Regions from separate parts of the Sus scrofa genome. Here region 2 is linked to region 1. A link is a contact called in public promoter capture Hi-C data. All regions are on one chromosome and are shown on one strand. Each heading gives the region's core, a stretch centred on a gene start, on an enhancer-like site or on the middle of the called end of the contact. The rest is flanking DNA. Distances are from core to core; before and after follow the strand shown. Region 1 holds the start of PRDM6 (putative histone-lysine N-methyltransferase PRDM6). Region 2 holds the start of CEP120 (centrosomal protein of 120 kDa).

The links. Promoter capture Hi-C pulls out the DNA fragments that hold promoters and counts their contacts.
Region 2: a contact with region 1 is called in a promoter capture Hi-C map of liver, with 2.8 times the contacts expected there. The contact joins the promoter of CEP120 here to the promoter of PRDM6 in region 1. A contact is called at or near these places in 1 of 5 promoter capture datasets (liver) and 1 of 47 Hi-C or Micro-C datasets (embryonic fibroblasts).

What each region holds. Positions count from the first base shown.
Region 1 is chr2:126,604,240-126,607,099 of Sscrofa11.1, reverse strand. PRDM6 (putative histone-lysine N-methyltransferase PRDM6) reads right to left here and starts at 1,450. Exons shown (of 7, transcript XM_021084685.1): 1 at 1-1,450. The coding sequence starts at 555.
Region 2 is chr2:126,928,647-126,931,506 of Sscrofa11.1, reverse strand. CEP120 (centrosomal protein of 120 kDa) reads left to right here and starts at 1,390. Exons shown (of 21, transcript XR_002341873.1): 1 at 1,390-1,637; 2 at 1,891-1,968.

The sequences.
Region 1 (2,860 bases), core at 201-2,700:
GTGCTGGTTGAGCGGGATGATCTCCATGCGCTGCTGGCCGTACAGGTAATAGTCCAGCTCCTCCGCGCTGCAGCGGAAGCGTGGGGCGCCCCGACCGTCCCCGCCGCCGCCACACTTGGAGGGCCCCGGGCCCGAGGCGGCGCCGAGGCACAGGTCCTTGGGGGGCAGCGGCTCCGCGGCGACGGCGGCGGCGGCCAGAGGCGCGAACACCGGCAGCTGAGCCACGGGCAGGGCCGAGAGACCAGCCAGCGCCGCGGCGGCGGCGGCGGCAGCAGCGCAGGAGGAGGCGGACGAGGCCGAGGTGGAGGAGGAAGCTGGAGTGGAGGAGGCGGAGGAGAGCGAGGAGGGCCGCGGACGCAGGCTGTCCGGCGGGGCCTCGGCGCGCTCCTGTGGCGGCGGCGGCTGGAGAGGTTGCGGCGCGCCCAGGGGACCCACGGCGCCGCCGCTCTTGAGCGGGCCGCCGCTGCTGTGCGGGAAGAGTTGCTGCCAGTGCTGCAAATAAGCTGGGTCCACTTTGAGAAAAGCCGATCCGCCGGGGTCTCCGGGCTTCAGCATGTCCGACGCCTCAAGCTGGGGGCAGAGGGCAAAGAAGAGGGTCTGCGTGAGCAGGGCTGAGGGCCTGGTGAGAGAGGGGGCGCGGAGGATGGCCGCCAAAACCCTGGAGCGAGAGTTTGAGTCTTTGACTCCGTCGGCGGCAGCCCAGTTCGGCAGCTCCCTCCTCCCAACTCGGCTGGGGCGCAGAGTTTACTCTGAAGCCACGGCGCTGCACGAGGGGAGCTGCGTGCACCCTGCCTAGCCTCCCAGCCCGAACCGCCCAACGCCCACCCAACACTGTCGAAGCTCGGCGAGAGGGCGCTTCCCAACAGAACTCGGTGGCAGGACGCAGTCCCTGGCCTCTGCCTGCGCTCAGAGCCGACCAGAGCCGGAGTGGCGCAGCGCCTGAGCCGTGCTGGCCTCCGGCGCCAGGAGGCGGGACAGTCTCGCCCCCCGCCCCCAGCGCGGGACCTCCAGCCTCCTATTTCCCGGGCCCAAGAACCTCAACCCTGGACGAGCCACGCTCACCTGAAAACTCCGAGCCGCTGGTGGGTGCGTGCGCGTGTCTCAGTGAGCGTGAGGGAGAGTGTGCGCCTTCGGTGCGCTACATGCCCCTGGGCAGCGCGAGAGCAGAGTCCTAGAGATCCCGCCGCCCGGGACCCTCTGGGGCCGCAAGCCAGGGACGTGGAGGCCTGCGGAGGGCGTGAGAACAGTTATGCCGAGCGCGGCAGCACGGGCGAACCTGGGCGCCCGACTGAGCCGCGGCGGGCTGCTGGGCTCGGCCGCTGCCGCGTCCCAGTTCCACCGCTCCACGCTCTGGCAGCCACCCGGCTGGACACGTGGGTTTTACGACAGCACAAAATACGAGTGTGTGTGTGTGTGTGTGTGTGTGTGTGTGTGTGAGAGAGAGAGAGAGAGAGAGAGAGATTGAGATTGAGGGGAGGCGGGAGGCAGGCCAGGAGAAAGGAGGGGAGGGGAGAAGAGAAAGAAGGAACTTCTAACTCGGCTGTATCCACACCGTTTGAGCGCCTCTCCTGCACAAATACCTCCTCCGCCCTCCCACCCCCCACTTTTTTGGGGGAGGGGGGCATGACGTCTTCCATTCGCGTGTTGTCTCTTTCTGCTCATGATTTGTCTTTTCTAGGTGCAGGCTCACTGCCCTGGTCCTGAAAGCAGTGGAAATGTAGAAACCAGAGTGCATCTCAGCACACGTTTGGGGTCCGCATCGGGGTGGGCGTGCGCGGCCCGGCGAGTGGACCAAGTCTCGGCACTGGGTTTGCGCTTTTGCGGGTCTCAGTTTTTCAAGGAGTACTGCTGGGTGCTAGGGTCGACTAGCCCGGCACTCAACCTCTCACGTCAATCCTGGGGTGGGGGGGGTGAAGGGGGAGTCGGGGGCGGGGCGGCTTGCTCGCTGGAATGAAACCCTCGGTCGGCAGTGGCGGAGGCAGGCTTTGCTGAGCTGGGAGGTGTGAGACCGAGGGTCTCTAAAGGGCGCTGATCCTAGCGGGATGCAAGCCTGGCGGCGGGACTGGGAGAGGGCTGTAATGGAGTCTCACACCGCCCAGCGCTCGCCCACCCACTCTTCCTGGGGAGCTCGCTCCTTCTCCCTTTTGGCGTTGAGAGGCAAGTATCCAGAGCTAGGTCTGGTGGTACAACTGCACCCGGATACAGGCGAGGCTTGTTTGCCTTTGGCTAACTGGGGCTGCCCCCAGAGGACCATGCATAGGTCTTTCAACTCAAAACCTGGCGCCCGACGTGCAGCCTGAGAGAGCAGCCCCGCCCCTACCTTACCTACTCCGGGCGCCTTGGGCCGCTGCAGCCCTTCCAGGTGTCTGCATTGGGTCTCACACTCCAGGTGTCTCGCATTCGCAGGTCTCACACCCACGAATTAGACACCCACCTCCACCTCTTCCAGATGTTTTCGTAAGTCGGTGAGCGGAAGACGCAAGCCGGCTGTGTGAAATTGACCGGCTCAGGCGCTTTCTCATCGCCAGAGTTCTGTCCACACCTCAAAGGGAAGAAATAACATTTGCCTTTCCCCAAACAAACCAATTTATTTAGTACCTGCCACTCTGAACAATTAATAGTCATTCTTTCCTGATTTCTGCTTGTTTCTTTTTGTCTTCCCACCACTCATTTCGTCTGAGCCTGGGAAACGAGCTATTTCGACTTTTTTCGGGTCTCACGCAGGATGCCTCGGTGCTACTTGGAACAGAGTTGGGCCGAAACTGTTTTGACTGGCGTCGTTGTGACAAGGTCATCAGTCATCCCTGGATAGATTGATAGTACCGAAGTTAAAGGCAAACATCGCGAGGGACCCCGAGGC
Region 2 (2,860 bases), core at 141-2,640, 320 kb before region 1:
TGTGGTTAAGTATCTGACGTTTTAAGATTGTTTAAAAAAAGTCTCTCTTTTTAGAGGTACATATTGAAAGAGAATAATCAATATATAAGGGATTTCCTTCAAATCATGGCTCCTCTGCACCAGATGAAGATGATTGGTTTTAAGCTGATAATTGTTGGAGCTGTGTTGTGGGTACCTACAGGTTCATTACATTATTCTATCTACTTTCGAGTCTGATATTTTCCTCAAAAGAATGTATCATTCAACAATGAACCCAAAGTAGATCATTATTTTGATTTTATATGGCATAATGTGTTATTTCACTCAGGGAGGCCTCTGAAGGGTCCTGAAAAGGATTTAGATTCTTCCACTTTTTTTTTTTTTCTTTTTAGGGCAGCACAGCATATAGAAGTTCTCAGGCTAGGGTCCAAGTGGAGCTGTAGTCGCCAGCCTATGCCACAGGTCACAGCAACGCTGGATGCTTACCCCGCTGAGCCAGGCCAGGGAAGGAACCCGCATTCTCGTGGATACTAGGTGGGGTAGTTTCCACTGAGTCACAAGGCGAGTGAACTCCTCTTTTTTTGGGTCTCCCAGCATGAAGTTCCCTGGCTTGGGACTGAACCCCCAGCCACAGCCTTGCGTCCTTAACGGCTGGGCCACCAGGGAATGCCCTGAAAGGGTCTTAGAAGTAATCTAGTATGGTCTCCAGCTCCCTGCACAAAGCAGAGGTGGAGGTGGGGAAGGAGAAATTGTACTCTCTTCCTCTTCCCTCCCACCTATCTCGTCCAAGATCCAATTTCAAACTAGGTGACCTCCAAAAGATTTTTAATCTTCTCTAAAATAATGCCTGAAGTTTTAGGGGGAGAAGGGTGGAAAAGGGAAAATGTCGGTTGTCAGCCTTGTTTAATTTCTGGTCTTGATTTTGCTAATTAGTTACTTTGTGGTCCGGGGTTAGAAAACCCTATACCTTTAATTTCACTGCCCACGTGACAATGTTTTTGTTTTAGGGTAATTTCTAAAGCACAGGAAATTCTCAGAGAGCTTACGTCACTGCCAACGTTACAGTAATTACCGTATTGACGCTACTTGTTTATAAGGCGTGGAAACTTGAGCTGCAGCGCGAGGACAATTTAGCAATTTCAGAGTTCAGATGTAAATTATTATTGCTCTGTAACTTAACTTCTAAGCAGTGTTGATACTTGGGACCTGAACAGACCTAATTGTTGTTTTTGTTTGTTTGTTTGTTTTTCCTTTAATGACTACTGATACAATTTCCAGGTTGTTTAGGGCATAAAGCAGAGAATACAGCGCATTCACGTTCCTCCCAGGGGAACTTCAGGAAGTGTTTACTGCAGTAGTGCGCCTGCGCAGTTGTTCTCCACCAAATCGCCCGCTTTCCCCCATCCGGCTAGCAGGGGGCGCTGTGAGGTAATGGCTAGTCTTCTCCCGAGACCTCTGGAACGTAGCGTAAAAGGCCAGGAAGGGAAGCCGGCTAAGGGGCGTTCTATCTTCGACTGCCCTGGTCTCTATCACCCTTTGTCCTCCAGCCTCCCCTGCGCGCAGGGCCTGCGGGCCTGGTTGCTAGGCGGAAGCGGGGCGCGGTGGCGGCCGCGGCGGCTGCCCGGGCGTTTGAAAAGCGGCTACGCGGGCGGCAAAAGGTGCTCAGGCGGCGGGCTCCCCTCTCCCTGCAGACTGGCCCAGCCGGCTGCTGAGTGGCTTTTGTCTTCTGTCGGGGCCCGGTTGCGGGTGGACTGTCAGCCTGGGGACGGGAAGCCGGGCGCGCTACAAGCGGGCCGCAGAGCTGGGTCCGGGCGTCTGGGGCCACGGGCGGGCGACGGAAGCCTCACCCAGAGCCCTGCCGTGGGTGGCGGGCTACCTGCAGCTCACCCGGGCCCCTCTTCCTCCCAGCAGACCCCGCCTGTGGGCCGCCGACCGCGACCATGGTCTCCAAGTCCGACCAACTGCTCATCGTCGTGTCCATCCTCGAAGGTGAGTGGCCCGGCACCTGCTTTTGCAACTGCTGCTTCCAGAATTTTAACAGAGTAGTGCGGGGCCGAGGCTTTGTTAACCTTAGGAACCCTGGCTTGTGCGGCCCCCAGAGACTTGTTCAGAGTTGTACGTAGTGAGGTCCGTTAGGCAATTGATTTAAAAATCCCTCAAGGGAATATGAGCGCTGTTAGAGATCGGTGATATATAGCGTGACTAGCCATAGACCCCAGAGGATCTTGGCAAAACGATTTGCATCAGAAGCAGCGTGTATGTGACTTTGATATTATGAGCTGAAAGTGTGCTTGGAAAGCACGATCTGTTCAGCGACTTCCCGGTAATACCATTGGTGAAAATTTTGCTTTCACTCTAGTACAAGTTTCTCTTTACAAGTCGATGGGGGCCTTAGAAGACAGTTGTCAGGAGGGTCTGTTACACTTGCATGCCTTAAAGTTTGATTTGTCGAAGGAGTGACATTTGTTTATTAGGCATCTCACTGACTGTGAGGCAGTGCGCTGAGCCTGTAAACCAGTCCTGGTTCTAAAAGCTAAAGGTGTAGCATGAAGAGCAACAAATCATTCAAATAATGCATCAGGGTGTGGGTATGGTCTCTTTTGCCTGGGCAAGCTGGGAAAGGTTTCCTAGAGGAGATGGAGTTTATTCGGGTCCTAAAAGATGATTAGGAATTCGTCAAGTGGAAAAAGGAAGGAAGGGCATTCCAGGCAAAAGGAAGAGCCGGTGGCATTTAAGGTGTAGTAAAGCAAGGCTTGCTTCTGTTTGCTTTAATTCAGTGAGGTTGAGAGCAGGATGCAGCAAAATGGAGAGAGTCGATAGGTAAATTGAGGGTGAGTTATGAATAACAGGACAAGAAGGAGTCATCTTGAGTAGTGAGATA